Regions from separate parts of the Mus musculus genome. Here all the other regions are linked to region 2. The links are chromatin contacts, called in public promoter capture Hi-C maps. All regions are on one chromosome and are shown on one strand. The core of a region is the stretch at or near the end of the contact, and the rest is flanking DNA. Distances in the headings are between cores, read along the strand shown.

Region 1 (5,128 bases), core at 2,128-4,627, 1.0 Mb before region 2:
TATTTTATTTACATTTCAAATGTTGTCCCCCTTCCTGGTTTTTCCTCTGCAAATCCCGAATCCCATACCCCCTCCCCTTTGCCTCTATGAGGGTGCTTTCCCACCCATCTACCCACTTCAGCCTCACCACCCTAGCATCCCCCTACACAGAGGCATAGAGGACCAAGGGCCTCCCTCCTATTGATGCCAGATAAGGCCATCCTCTGCTACATATGCAGAGGGATCTTATGGCTTTATCTTTTTCTCCTTGGTTCATTTTGTTTTTTGTGTACACTCTGGGGTCTGCCAGCAGCCCCCACCATCAGTTTCATGAAGTGCAAGGGTCCGATGACCTGTCCAAGGTCACAAAGGGCTCAAACCCAATGTGAGTACAGTGGGTAGGAACCTGTGCCAGTCTGGGGAGGCTCTCCACTGCCTAGGAGATCCTAAGCCAGTTCCCCTGACCCTAAGCTTCCTCCATAGATTTGCATCTTTTGAGAGCCTGCCAGGAGCCAGGCACCAGGTCAGAGCAGGGAGTGTTCTGATGGGAATATACCAGTCCAAACGTGAGCTGCGTGCAATCCCAACAGGGATGAGGGTGAAGAAGAGGCCCCGGAGGCCGTGCAGGATGACACAGCAAAATGCTACAGAGATGAGATAGGAAGAGTCAGCTTCAGGAGTGAGGAACATTCCAGGAGAGTACTGGGAGGGGCACTCGGCGCCATGGGACACATCCAGGCTTGAAAGGAGGAATGTGAGAGGAGCCCACTAGAAGGGGTTGGAGCTGACAGGGTCACAGTGGCTTCAACAGGGCCTGAGCACGCAAAGGCTGGGGATGTGGCTCAGCAGTAGAGTGCACACCCAGGGAGGAAAGATGACTGGGAGACACCCAACTGAGCACAGGCTTGGTGACCTCGGTTGCTGTCCCACTCCTTCAGAGTTACCATCACTCCCTACCTCTGGCCACAGGCCACAGTGCCTCGTAGGCAGCTCCATAAACTGTGGCTTTCCTTCCTCCCTCCCTCCCTCCCTCCCTCCCTCTCTGCTTCCCTTCATTCTTTTCTTCCTTTGTCTTATTTTGGTTTCTGCCTGGCCTCTAAGGGTTACCTTAAGAAACACTACTGCCAGGCAGTGGTGGCGCACACCTTTAATTCCAGCTCTTGGGAGCCAGAGGCAGGTGGATTTCTGAGTTTGAAACCAGCCTGGTCTACAGAGTGAGTTCCAGGACAGCCAGAGCTACACAGAGAAACCCTGTCTTGAAAAAAACCAAAAGAAGAAAAAAGAAAGAAAGAGAGAAAGACTACTTTGGCTGGATGGGATGTGTGTGGTGTTGCTCAACTTTAATCTCAGCAACAACAATACTTTGGGGCGGGGGCTACAGAGATGTTTGACATTTAAGAGACTTACTGCTTTTGCAAAGGATCTGGGTTCAATTTCTAGAACCCACATGGTGGCTAACAATTTAATCTCTAAGTCCAGTTCCAGGAAATCTGATGCCCTCTTCTGGCCTCCTCAGCATCAGACATACCTGAAGTCAAAACATTCATACGCACAAAATAATAAAATAGTCAAAAGATTACTTTGGGGGCTGGAGAGGTGGCTCAGTGGTTAAGAGCACTGACTATTCTTCCAAAGGTCCAGAGTTCAAATCCCAGCAACCACATGGTGGCTCACAACCATCTTGTAATGAGATCTGACAGCATTTTCTGGGTGTCTGAAGAAAGCTACAGTGCACTTAGACATAATAATAAAGAAATCTAGAAAGAAAGAAAGAAAGAAAGAAAGAAAGAAAGAAAGAAAGATGGCTTTGCTTTATTTATGCATTCATTTGAGGCAGGGTCTCCTGTAGCAGGCTGGCCTTGAACTTCTGATGTAGCTAAGGGTAACTTCTGGTCCTTCATTCCCAAGTACTGGGATTACAAATGTGCCAATGGCCATCAGATTCTGAGGGTCACACCCAAGGTTTAGATACGCCAGGCAAGCACTCTGCCAGGTGTGCTACACCCCTAATCTCTAGAAATGGGTGATAATTGGTTCAAGGTTTGTGAGGCTGTATTTAAATCTTACCTCTCTTTATCAGAAAGGCCATAAGCCTCAGATGTTAATGATGTGTGGCAGCACTGAGGGACTAAATCGTAGTGTTGTGTGACCTTGCTGCCACCTGGTGGCTAAATTCCTGCAGCCCAGCCCAGTGCTTCCTGCTACTAGTGTGAAAACCCAGTAAAGTTTTGTTTTGTTTTGTTTTTCTGTTGGACAGACTTAAAATGTGGGCCTAGTCGGCTGCAGTCTCGTGTTAATATCTCACCTCAGCCTCCCAAATATTGAGATTGAAGCTTTGAGCCACGATGTTCACTGAGAAAGTTGAAGTTCAATCAGCCTTTAAACACACAGACACACTTTGTTTTTGTTTTGAGACAGGGTTTCTCAGTGTGGCCCTGCTGTTCTGGGTGCCATTCTGTAGACCAGGCTGGCCTTAAACTCAGTAATCTTCCTGCTTCTGCTTCCTTAGTGCTGGGGCTAGCGGCATGGTTTTAAATGGGTGTTTGTGAGTACCTGAGTGTATGTATGTGCACCATGTGATTGTAGGAGCCTGTGGAGGTCAGGAGGTCTCAGGTCCCCTGAAACTGGAGTTAGAGGCAGCTGTGAGCCACCACACTAGTGCTGGAACCAAACCCAAGTCCTTTGTGAGATCAGTAAGCGTAACTGCTAAACCATCTCTGCAGTCCTGTTTGGTGTTTCTTGCTTGCTTGTTAGGGTCTCTCTGTATAGCCTTGGCTGGAACTTGCAGAGACCTGCCTCAGCCTCCAAGTGCTGAGATTACAGGTGTGTGCTACCAGGCCTAGCTTCAAACCGTTTTTTCTTAAAGGCTCTGCCAGTCTTCCATTCCATTCTTAGGGTGTCACAGATCAATTGACCTAAGCCAAATCAATGGAGATTTTGGTTCGAAAATTTGGTAAATACATCAAGAAGAGAATGCACTCCTTGTTTTACTCTCTAACCACTCCCCCTTCAGTGACCTGCCCTCCCGCTATCCCCGTGACTGACAATCATAACAGCTATAATAACCACATTCCCTACGAAAGCGTTAGATCAGGACGAACCAAGGCAGAGCAGGATGGAGATGCTGAGGTGGGGGAGGAAGGAGCTAACGTGCCCTTCCAGGGCCGTGCTGGACACACGTGTCAGTCACTGCAAGATACAGACAAACAGCGCCTCCTGGCCAAGGGTAAAAAAAAAGGGACAAACAAGCATCGCAGAGCTTAGCAGAACAGGCGACTCCTGAAACAGCCACAGTACGGGGTCTCGATTCTCAATTTCCGCGCGGAGTGACGCGCAGAGGCGCGTTCTGCGCAGCTGCAGTGGGAGGACCGGCGCGTGCGCGGGGAGGGCGGGGCCCGAGCAGAACCTCGCGCAAGCGCGCGCTAGGCAAAGCGTTTGGCGGGTTTTTCCTGTGCTGTGCTCCTCACGGAGAAGCTAAGGTGTAGTCCTCGGAAGCAAGTTTTCTCTCTGGATCGAGACCTCTCGAGGGCTTTTGAAGTATTTCTCTGTGACCTGGTGGCTGGGGTCGTTTGAGGGCTTAGGCCAGGTGGTCTCGTGACACGTCCCTGTCACCTTCCGGTAAAGCGAAAGGATAAGCGTCTGCAGGGTAGAGCTGAGGTCGGGGCCCGGCGGCAGGCGCCCGGCCACTCCCGGGTCACCATGGCCGTGTCCACCCAGCAGCTGGCGGAGGAACTACAGATCTTCGGCCTGGACTACGAGGACTCCCTGTTGGAGAAACGTGAGTCCCGAACCGAGAGGATCGCTTCCAAGTTCTATATGCTTGTGTGGTACCTATTGGGTCCCGACTAAACAACAGGTGACATTACCAATAGGAGACATTGGAACCGTTTGCATCTCATACCTAGTCATCTCTTGCTCAATGACTTTTCTCATTAGAGGTTTTTTTGTTTGTTTGGTTTTTAAAGACAGAGTCTTTCTGGGTAACCCCAGAACTCATTATGTAGATTACTGTGCTGGCCTTGAACTCACGGAGATCGCCTGCCTCTGCTTCCCGAGTGCTGGGGTTAACGATGTACACCACCATGCCCTGCTCATCAGAGTTTTTAGTGATCTGTGCAAATAGGAATTCCTCTAGGTGGATCCTAGTCCTTTATTTTAGCTTTGGAAGAAACTTCAAGGTGCTTATTGGCTCCCTCTCTTTATAGATGGAGGGACATGGGCAAGGAGACTTAGTTGCCTGATTGTGTGCCGACCCCTGACTTTTGCTCTGGAGTACAGTGCCTCATCCTATTGCTCCACAGAGACCAGTGGTAAAGATTTAAATCACACATCTCTCCTGGAAGATGTGTGCATCAGTGTCAGAATAGCAGTGTGTGTACCCCTTGAAATTCTTACTGTAGGAAATAAAACCGTAGTATAAGTGGGCTTGCCTGTTACCCCAGCACGTGGGAGGCTGAGGCCTGGAGGATCATAGAGAATTCAAGGCTAAGAGCTGAATTAGTGCCATCCTGTCTGCTTTGCTTGCTATAACTCCAATATCTGACACCTTCACACAGACATACATGCAGGCAGAACATTAATGCACATAAAGTAATAATATATACATTTTTTTAAAAGAACTTGAAATCTTTTGAAGATTCTGTGCCCTGGGGCTGGAGAGATGGCTGTGTGGTTAAGGGCACTGACTGCTCTTCCAGAGGACCGACATTCACTTCCCTGCACCCAAGGGATCTGCAACTCCCATTCCAGAGGATCCTGTGCCCCTTTCTGGCCACCTCAGGCACTGCATGCATGTTGTACACTTCAATGCAAGCTAAATACTCATGCATATAAAATCAAGTTTAGGTGTTACTAGAAAAAAAAATTGTCCCTATAAAGCTAACAGGTGTGTTTTCTGCTTTTCTTTGTTGTTGTTGTTGTTGTTTCTGTTGAGATGAGGTCTCAGATTGCACCTGAAAGCAGGTGTCACCAACTGGGAGGGGTGTGTCTTTTGCCTAAAGTGCTTTGTTGACCCCACTCCTGAGTTCTCCCCTTCCTGATTACAACAGGCCTCTCCAGAAGGGTTGTCCATACTGGATACCTTAAGTTTCCCTTTCTGTGGCTTTTGTCCTCCCGGTCATAGGAACCTGCTGTTATGGGGGACTGATGA
Region 2 (4,922 bases), core at 2,192-4,691:
CCTACTCAGAGCCTGAATGTTACGACACGTGCCCCGGAGGCTCATGGGCTGAAGGCTTGCTTCCCAGTGTGGAAGGTGGTGGAATCCTTAAGAAGTGGGGGCTATGCCCTGTATGGTGGTGCAAGCTTTAGTCCCAGCAATGTGGAAGGCAGAGGCAGGTGGATCTCCGTGAGTTCAAGGATATCCAGAGATCCTATCTCAAAAAAGGGGGATAGAGTAGAGAGATGGCTCAGGAGGTAAGAGCACTTGTTTGTTGCTCTTACAGAGAACCCAGGTTCAACTCCAGGATCCACATACTGGTTCACAACTACCCATAAATCCAGCTCCAGGGGATCCAATACCCTCTTCTGACAGACACCAAGCATGCACACAGTGCACTCACATATATGCAGGCAAAACAGTCACATATAAAATGAATAAATCAAAGTGTGGTCTGGCGGAGGGGTCTGGGAGTCCAACCTTCACTAATGTTGGCCTTAAGGCGGGGACTGGTCCAGGTGAGGCTACCTCACACAGATGGCCCTATGTATGTGACTGTTTCCACTGTACCATGCTGTCATACAGCAAGTGAGCCTTGCCATACTCCAGCACCATGAATCAGAAGCCAAATCAATACCTTTTCTTTATAAAGCACCAAGCTTTGGTTATTTTGATATAATACAAGGCTGACCAAGGCACTGGGCATGATAATTTGCTTGGTTGAGGCTGCGTTCACCTGTAGGGCAGCTCACACCTGTGAAGGCTGGGAACTGTCAGTATTGGTCCCCATCTCTGGGGTCTCAGGAGAGAAGCTGAGAGTTGATGACAAAGGATATTTATTCAGGCTTGATCCCCTGGCACAGCAAATGTACAGAAACATGTCAGGAAACTAGAAATCGGGTTGCCATGAAGTCCTTTGGCTCAGCTTCCTCTGTGGCCCCCTTTCTCAGCCTCTCACTTCAAATTCTCAGAGTGTAGAAAGTTGGGGTCACTTCTTGGCAGCTTCTGCCTGGGCTGCCAAATCTGCCTCTTTCTGAGCAGCCAAAAACACAGCTCGTTCCTTCTGGAAAGCCTCCAGTTCTTCTGCACTGAGGCTACAGAAGGAGACAGACAGTCAGTGAGGAGCGGGTCCTGGCGCAGATCCCAGCTGCCCTGTCCACTCCCCTCCCTGGACTTTCCAACTGTCATACCTCTACTCATCTGTGGTTTCTCTTCCTGGAACCACAACTCACACACGCTACCTTCCTCTGCCTTGACTCTGTCTTAAAGTCCTACCTAACCTGTGGCCTCTATTATACCATTGGGATTTCTTAGGCCTTCCTTTGAGCCACAAATCTACATACTTTAAGGATTTAAACCATCCAGGAAAACTGTGCTCTAACCTCACCCCCGTGAGGAACAACTGACGCCAGTCTTGCTGTAGGGAATGACACCAGCAGCAAGCGGCCAGTGATGACTGTCCCTGCTCCTGTCTCTGCTGCGCTCTGGGGCAAATGCTCTCCTACTTGACAAGGGAACCTTCTGACTCGTCCCTCCCTCAGGCCACATCCCATATGCCTCTAGACAAGACTCCTCGACCAGAGTGAACTTAGCTTCAGCTCCTTCCCTCTCCTTGTAATCTTACGCTCTCTTACCCTCCTTTTCCTGGGCAGTTTCCATGTCACCTCCCTCAGAGTCCTCAATGACACATCAGGTAAAAGCAGGAAATCTCCTCTCTGCTTGCATGACATCCATTGATTTTATAACATTGACACCTGCTAGTCTAGGCCTCTATGTATGGGTCGGCCTTTAGGACTACACATTTCTCCAGAGTGGCCAGGCACTACTGGCCATTCCTGGTTCTAGCCAGTGCCCAGATCCATGTCCAGGACAGAACAGGTGCTTATGAAATATATTCCAAACAAGATGAGGCTTCAACCCATATCCTTCTGCTAGAATCTGCTAGACATGTATGAAAATGTCACAATGAAGCTTAATATGCATAACTAACATAGGCTATAAATTAAGAAGAACAAATAAAGCCCAACCACCTCACTGTAATGGGCCTTCTCAGCTTTCCTCCCAAATGAAGAACTTACTTGGATTCCTCTCAAGATACTCACTCCTTCACCACTCGAATGCCCAGGGAACGGGCAGAGCCAATGATGGAACGGACCACAGAAGACAGGGGCACATCTTGCATGGCAAAAGCATCATCCTTAGCTTTGACACAGGCAATCTCATATACGTGCTTCAAACTCACCAGGCCTGCCACCTCTTTCCCTGGGAAGAAGGAGCAAAGAATTCTTCAAGTGCCACTACATTTCTCTGGATACATCAGACTCTCAGGTGCCCACTCTAGTCCTTACCTGTATGCCGGGCCCCCTTCTCGATCCCAGCAGCTGCCTTCAAAAAGTAAGAAACAGTGGGCTGCCCAATCTTGAGCTCAAATGTCCTGTCGGGCTTAACAGACAAAGATACATGAGAATTTCTTGGTTTTCTATCCAGTCCAAGACATTTCTAATGTCCCTTTCCTTCTCCCACCAACTTGCACACCACAAAAGACAGAAAAACAAATCTACAGCACACATCCCTGCCATTTTTATTCCTAGCCCAAATCTCCTCTGGAAGCCCCAGTGAGATGAGAGGTAAGAACCACAATATGGCAGGATCAAGCCAGTTCAGAGAAATTATGGTCTAGGCTTCTGTTTAAATGATAAGTGGAAGGTAGCAACCAAGTTAAGAGTCAGAGAAGCAACCAGAGTGACTAGTTTCAAGGGCCAAGGAAATATATGGGAGAATGGGTCTCTCTACCTTTATAAAAATTTTTGTAGGCAGGGGAATGCCTTCTTTGATGTCCTTTGTCTTCTCGTTGAACTCTTTGCAGAACTGGTTGATAGAGACACCTCGCTATAAGGAACGCATACACAAAGTTAAGTATGGGAGCTGAAGGCTTTCTACCAACCAGGAGCCCCTGTCCTTTCATCTTTGTGTGTGTGGGGGGGGGGGGCGGGGGTATGGGTGTGTGTTGTTATATTTCTTCTACTCTGGTTCTATAGCTTTGGGTGCCAGGCAATTCGTCCACAAGGTACCACTTAATCAGCAACTAGCCAACTTGGGGGTCAGAGGTGCTGAGGTCAAAAGAGGCTCCGTAAGTAATACAAGGACATAAGGCCTGAAGGTGTGAATAGTGGAGACAACGTTTATAAAGGAGACTTCCCCGGCTCCAGCGCACTCTCCCACGTCTCCCAGGCCGGGTTCCGCACACCGCACCTGACCCAAGATGGGACCTAGTGGAGGCCCAGGAATAGCTTGGCCTGCTCGCACGATGGACCGGATCACGCCGCCGGCCTCGGGCTTCTTGAGGGTCCGAGTGGCCCGGCTTAGCTTGGACATGATGTAGGATTTTAATCTTAGCTCGCCTCGGAGAAGCAAAGAACTACGCTCTGGGCGCGGCCATTTTGGGTCAGAGGTGAAGGGCCCTCGTGTTCGGCTAGGGTAAATGAGACCAAAAAAGAGCAGTCTTGTTTCAGGCATACAGCTCTCCAACTAAAGACCAATTACGGAATTTAAGAATTAATTGAACTTTGCGCTCTGAAGGCAGGACGAGAACCTATATGGTTTCAGTACACACAATCCCTCAGCGGTGCGCACAGGCATCACCTTAGACAGCCAAACAGGAGTTCGGGACTTTGAGTCTCCGCACAGCATTGTGGGTATGTAGTTCAGCGCCTTATCCTGCGCCTGCTGTTGGCCGTGTTCTGGGTTGCCATCTGCTGGACACAGTGATATCTTAGCGTTTGATATGGAGCAAGTTATGCAAAATCCCTTGAGTCTTTTGTTTCCTCATGTGGTTTTTCATGGAAGGCAATATGATTATAGACGGGAAATGAAATGGCAGACTGCTGCTCTTGCTGGCTATGAACCTGATTCATAGCTAGACAAAGAGTTAGAGCTAGGATTAGGCTACTGTTTCTGTTACCTATGAAAATCTTTGACACCGCGAATATTATAGGTACCTTTCAGAATTGTTGTGACAGCTCAGTAACACACGTTGAACCAAGAAGGCATTTACCGCTATTTATACAAAGGGAAAAGCTCTTCCCCGCGCTTTTGAAATGCTAAGTTTGTGAATTCTCATCCCAGTCAAACCTGATTTTCCACTAGCTTATTAGGCATACTTTATTGCTTCCCCGTCTTTCATTTTTTCATTGGAAGATGACTTTTTGTGTCTCAGAACTCCGCATCCCGCTCTATTCTGTCCAGGATTCCTGATTATTACTTGCGTTTTAGGGAATGGTATTTGAGCCAGGTGGTGTTTGAAGCCTTTATTATCCCTCCCTAGAGCAATCTTGTGTATCTAGGCACTTTAGGGTAGTAGCAATGGCCTTGGTAGGACTCTTTGACTCACAGACTCTTCCTGACCACACGTGGCTGCAAAGCTCCAATAACTGTAGGTTGAATGCTCCATTATTTTCTCCAACAGTTCAGGATATAAAGTTCTCTGATCCAGTCTCCAGACTGAGACTACTTCGAAGGAACTATCCACTAACTCACTGTTTGCGATCCTTCAGATTCGAGGGGAATTCTCCAGTTTCTTTTTTCTTTTTTTTTTCCTTTTCTTTTCCTTTTTAAAAAATAATTCCTCTCCAGACAACCAGGCAGCCTATTATGTAGCATACCACTTCAAATTCTATCATCTTCCTCTAAACCGCCTCTCACAAACCTCCATTTTTTTCTTTCCTCTACCATTTCCTTGTGTGTGCAATGTACGTTTTTGCGTGTGTGTGGGTGAATGTGTGTGTGGATTTGCACATGTGTACACACACGAGAAGGGCCGAGGCTGATGTTAAGATCCTCTTCCATTGCCCTTCTGAGGTGGGGTCTCTTACTCAAACTAAGAGCTTGCCAGTGGTTCATCTTGTTAACCAGCTTGCTCTGGAGTTCTTATGCTGGCCTGGAAC
Region 3 (4,977 bases), core at 560-3,059, 1.2 Mb before region 2:
AATAAGTAGGGAGGGTGGGATTTGAACCCAGACCATAGCAACCTCAAACACACATTCTCAAAAGTCAGCATTGGCTTCTTCTGAGTGCAATAATCTCAATGGTAGAACAGAGGCACATGGTATTTTCCCAACTGTCCACAGACAGTGAAGGAAAGAAGGTGAGAGTAGACACCCCAGAGTGAGCTGCCATTCCTATGATCTTCCAGCCCACAACCCCACAAAGGCAGCAGGGTCAGGGTCTGATATGATCCCATGTGCCTGTCCTCAACTCAGTCTAAAGGGGCTGGCACTCACTTACTGAAACAACATTTAATTTCCTCTGTGTGTGTGTGTGTGTGTGTGTGTGTGTGTGTGTGTGTGTGTACACTGTAGGAGGACAGCCTTAAGTATCATTCATGTTCAGAAGCCATCTGCCTTCTTTTAATTTAAGTTGTGTGTATATGTGGTGACCTGTGTATGCATGTGAGTGTCTGTACCCTTGGAAACCAGAAGCAGGTGTTAAGTCCCCTGGAGCTGGAGTTACAGGTGATTTGGTTGTGAGCTGCCCCGTGAAGGTGTTGGGAACCAATCTCGGGTCCTCTCCAAGAGCAGTGAGCATTCCTAACTGGCCCCCACCTAGTTTGTTTGTTTGTTTGTTGTTTGTTTGTGAGATATAGTCTCTCACTGGTCTGGGACTCACCAGTAAGACTGGGCTGCCTGGTCAGCAAGCGCCCCTCTCCCAGGGCTGGGCTTACAGGTGCTTGCCACCTAACCAGGTGCTTTATGGATGCTAGGGACCAAGCTCAGGTCTTTAGGCTTCCGAGACAAGTACTTCACTGACTATGCTATCTCCCCATCCCTTCAACAAACATTTATTAAACATCTACTATGCACCAGGCACAAAACTAGAAGGGCACAGAAGTGGGAAAAAGAAGAAGAAAAAGGAGGAGTAGGAAGAGGAGACAAAACAAACAAATAAAATTAGGCAAAATGGCAAGATGTAATGGAAGGATTAGTTCAGGCCAGACTTGGCTACATAGTGAGTTTGAAGCCAGCCTGGGATACACGAGATCTTTCCTCAAAGCAGGAATGTCACCTACCTGGCACAGAAGAGATCTACAAGACTCCATGCTCACTCACAGGGCAGTGGGGCGGCTGCCTAGAACTGATGGAGATTCCATTGGGCAGAGAGGACTGCTCCTGAGAGCTCTGAGCCCTCCAACCCCGGGGACCACAAAACTTAAATGGAACTTGAAGTCAAATGCCTAGAGCGGGACCCTGTCTCTGTCACTCCACCTCAGGCAAGACTCCAGCCACTCTGGCTGAGGACTCTGCATGTCCCTTGGATTGTGGCTATATCCTCCTCAGGGCAAACTTCAGACCAGAATAGAGGCTGGAGAAAGACAGAGTCAGCGAGGAAAGAAGGCAGCTGTGATTTGGGAGACTAGAGAGAGAAGGGAAGGATCTGGGAAACGCTGCAAGGTGAGAGCAAATGGATTGCGAGGAAGCAGTACGCACGCATGCAGGGTCCAAGTTCAAAGCTGGAGACTGGTCTGCAGTGTGAGCGCCAGGAAGTCATTCCAGTGCCCAGGAGGAACTAAACCGTGAGATGGGAGTGTGCAGCCCAGTTCCCAGGTCACACAGATCATGGTGACCTTACTGCAGCCTTCCTTGTCTCTCTCCATAGCGTTTCTTTCCTAGTCCCCTGTACTCACTGTCTCAGTCAGCAGCTCGCTACTCCCACAGAGTTGCATGGCTTAGGCAAGGGGAAAAGAGGTTCAGTCTGGTCCTGGATGTCCCCTCAGCAGCTGTCCCCTCCCAGTGACCTATGGAGGCCCAAGGAAGTGGTGGCTCTTTAAATCCCCAGTGGCCACTCCGCCCCTAGCACACCCAGTTTCAGTTTCTCCTAAAACCATGGGCTGCCCAGAATCCCTGGCTCTTGCTCGCTCACGCTCACTCACGTGGGTGGAACTTCCTAACAAGAGCAGCCTTCCGGTTAGGCCCCTTCTCTAGAAGAAGGATGGTGGAGGGTAGATGGGAGCAGTTAACAAGACCGTATCCTGGAGAGGGCTGGCAGGATGCCAGGGACAGAACCTAGAGGAAAAGCGGGGTTGGGGTGGGGTGCGTGAAGGAGCCCCCATAGTCTCTGAGAAAGTCCAGGTTCACAGTCCACACTGGAGCTGTGCAGCTTTGAGAAGGTGATTCACCTTCTCTGAACTTTGGTTTCCTTATCTATGAAGGGTATGGGTAGGGTGGAGCAAATTTCCAGGCCTGCGGCTGGGTGTGCCTGGTGTGGTACTTGCACTGGAGAAGCAGAGGCAGGAGAATCATTCATGAGTTTGAAGCCAACCTGGGCTACATAGTAAGAACTAAAAATTCTCAAAATATAAAAGTTCCCAGGCATAACAAAAGAACTGTGACAACACGACCACTCCAAACTCTCTGAGACCGATGTTGGACTCATGCAAAAAATCAACAATCAGAGCTGGCGTGATAGTGCTCGTGACTGCACGAACCTCCAAATCTCAGGACTCAGAGGCAGAGCCCAGCAGGTATCTGAGTTAAAGGCCAGCCTGGTCTACAGAGTAAGTTACAGGACAACCAGGGCTAAATGATGAGACCCTGTCCCACTGATGATGAAGAATTTAAACTTTTTAAATTTAATTTATGCATACCAGTGTTTTGCTTGCATGTATGTCTCTGCCCTACATATATGCCCCGTGTCCTCAGAGGCCAAAAGAGGGCACTGGAGCCCCTGGAACTAGAGTTTCAGATATTTATAAGCAAAAATGTAGGCGCTAGAAACTGAACCTGGATCTTCTGGAAGAATAGCCAGTGCTCTTAATCGCTGAGTCATCTCTCAAGCCCACAAAATAAAACTTTTAAAGGAATCTTTATGTCCAAGTTTATATTTAAAAAACAAAAAGTGCTAAATCTGGGCACAGTGGCAGATGCCTATAATCCTTGGGAAATGGAGGCAAGAGGACCAGAAGGACAAGGCAGTTTATGGCTACACAGAATTGGGGTCTAGCCTGGGTTAGAAGAGACGGTGTCTCTTAATAAATAAGTAAAGTAAATAAAAATAAAAAGACTGCAATTGATTAGTAGTGTCTGCCATGTCGTGATGTCTGTAATGACCAGAGTTATGCAACACAGGAATCTTTTGCCATCTCTAGAACTGGTCCTGAAGCCAGCTTGAGCCTTAAGAGATGAGCCCTGGTGCTCTGCCCACCAAATTTATCATCCATACCTTCTGTGTGTGATCCCTTTGCTGTGGATGATAAAGTCATTCCTAGTCCACAGAGCTGTTTGAAGGGGAGGAACAGGATGAAGAGAGCCCTTCCCTATTAGAAAGCACTGCCCAGCCTGGTGCATCTTCTCTTTGAGACTTGCAGTGGATCTGGATTCTAGGATCGCTGACATATTCATAATTGAAACTGTTGGGTCGATGAGATTGGACGTGCCAGCAGGACCCTATCACCTTGCTTCTGAGAGCCCTGGGGGCAGGGGCTGAAATGGGTTGACCTAGGCTACCCATTTCTTGGAATTATTTTTGTCTCCCAGACATCGGGTAGGGTAGGGCGCTGGCTGGATGCAGCACCTGAGGGGCTCATTAAGCCTGTCTGTGAACTCCACAGGGGAACAATCTGGAGGAAGCTTGGGTATGACGTCACCCCAAAAAACACCTATTGAGAAGACTAGGGCCCAGTGTCCCTGCTTCAGCCTGCAGTTCTAACTAGACTCCTTGACTTCCTAGACCAGGGGCTTCCAGGAGAACTGGACAGTCTACAGGGGCGCCTCCTCCTGGGAGACCACATCTCCAGAGGAAGAGGAAAGGGGGGTGTTTATGGCTTGATCTTCAGAAGGGAGAGGGAGTGGCGGGCGGGGATGGGTACAGGGTAATGTTTAACCTTAAATGGCCCTGCAAGCTTCCCTGAGAGGTGGATGGACTTCCAGACCAGTGAGACTACACGCCCTGACCCCTCGCTCAGCCAGGGACCTCATCACCTCACACCAACACAATAGCCTGGATGGCTTACACAGTGCTTATTCCCCATAGCTCTAGAGGCAGAAAAGCCCCAAAGCAAGACAACAGCAGGTTGAGCTCTTGTTAAGGGTTGCCAGGGTCTCATTGTGTAGCCCAGGCTAGCCTTAAACTTTCAGAGATGCTTTGGACTTAGCCTCCAGAGCACTGAGATTCCAGGTGTGTAGCACCAAGTTCTATCGTTTGGCAGAGCTTTGTGTTCTTGTTATCTAGGTCAGGGTCTCACTAGGTAGCCCTGGCTGGCTTAGGACTCTATGTGCATCAGGCTGGCCTTAACGTAATGCCTCTGCCTAGTGAGTTACCATGTTTGGTGGTGGCAGCTGCTGCTGCTGCTACTACTGTTTGTCATTGTCACTGTCCTCCTCCTCCTCCTCTTCTTCCTCTTCCTCCTTTTCTTTTTGAGGGAGGGTCTTACTATGTAGCCCAGGCTGGCCTCCTGAAGTTGGTACAACTACAGCCATGTGACACTATCTAACTGAAGGTTTGGTGTTTGAAACATGAATTTGGAGAAAACACTGACATTAAATACATTCCTAAAGGGTGGGGTCATAAAACCCAGAGAGTTAAGGTCTCCCACCCCAGGGAGGCAGAGCTGGAAGGAGAACACAATCGCTCTTTCGTCCAAGCTCCCAGTCTTCTCTGTCAAGCTCTTGGGGGCCTGTGACCCCTGCAGGGTGGTGGGTGGAAGTTGGGGGTTTCCCAGTACCTGAGGTCCAAAGCAAGTATCTGCCTTGCTCTCAGAAGTGACCCAATGTCTCAAACACTGCCTTCAGCTAACAGATGCTCCGTCAGCACATGAACAAATTAAAGGTGGGAAGCTTCAATGTGGAGACATCAGACATCCAGGCTCCCCAGCATTTCCCTGGAAGACTCGCTGCCACGGGACCTGCACACCTAGAGGCCCCTTCTAGCCTGTAAGAAAACGGAGCCACAGGAAGGAGATGTGTTGGTGC

The links. Promoter capture Hi-C pulls out the DNA fragments that hold promoters and counts their contacts.
Region 1: a contact with region 2 is called in a promoter capture Hi-C map of pre-B cells, with 2.6 times the contacts expected there. A contact is called at or near these places in 2 of 39 promoter capture datasets (liver and pre-B cells) and 1 of 484 Hi-C or Micro-C datasets (CD4 T cells).
Region 3: a promoter capture Hi-C map of liver shows a contact between it and region 2, with 6 times the contacts expected there. A contact is called at or near these places in 2 of 39 promoter capture datasets (both in liver).

The regions. Positions count from the first base shown.
Region 1 is chr19:5,962,455-5,967,582 of GRCm38.p6, reverse strand. It overlaps Pola2 (polymerase (DNA directed), alpha 2), which reads left to right and starts at 3,377. Exons shown (of 18, transcript NM_008893.3): 1 at 3,377-3,757. The coding sequence starts at 3,679.
Region 2 is chr19:4,960,825-4,965,746 of GRCm38.p6, reverse strand. It overlaps Mrpl11 (mitochondrial ribosomal protein L11), which reads right to left and starts at 3,441. Exons shown (of 5, transcript NM_025553.4): 1 at 3,232-3,441; 2 at 2,773-2,868; 3 at 2,328-2,421; 4 at 2,082-2,241; 5 at 1-1,073. The coding sequence starts at 3,354. The coding sequence ends at 968.
Region 3 is chr19:6,161,271-6,166,247 of GRCm38.p6, reverse strand. Batf2 (basic leucine zipper transcription factor, ATF-like 2) reads right to left here and starts at 1,809. Exons shown (of 3, transcript NM_028967.2): 1 at 1,695-1,809. The coding sequence starts at 1,733.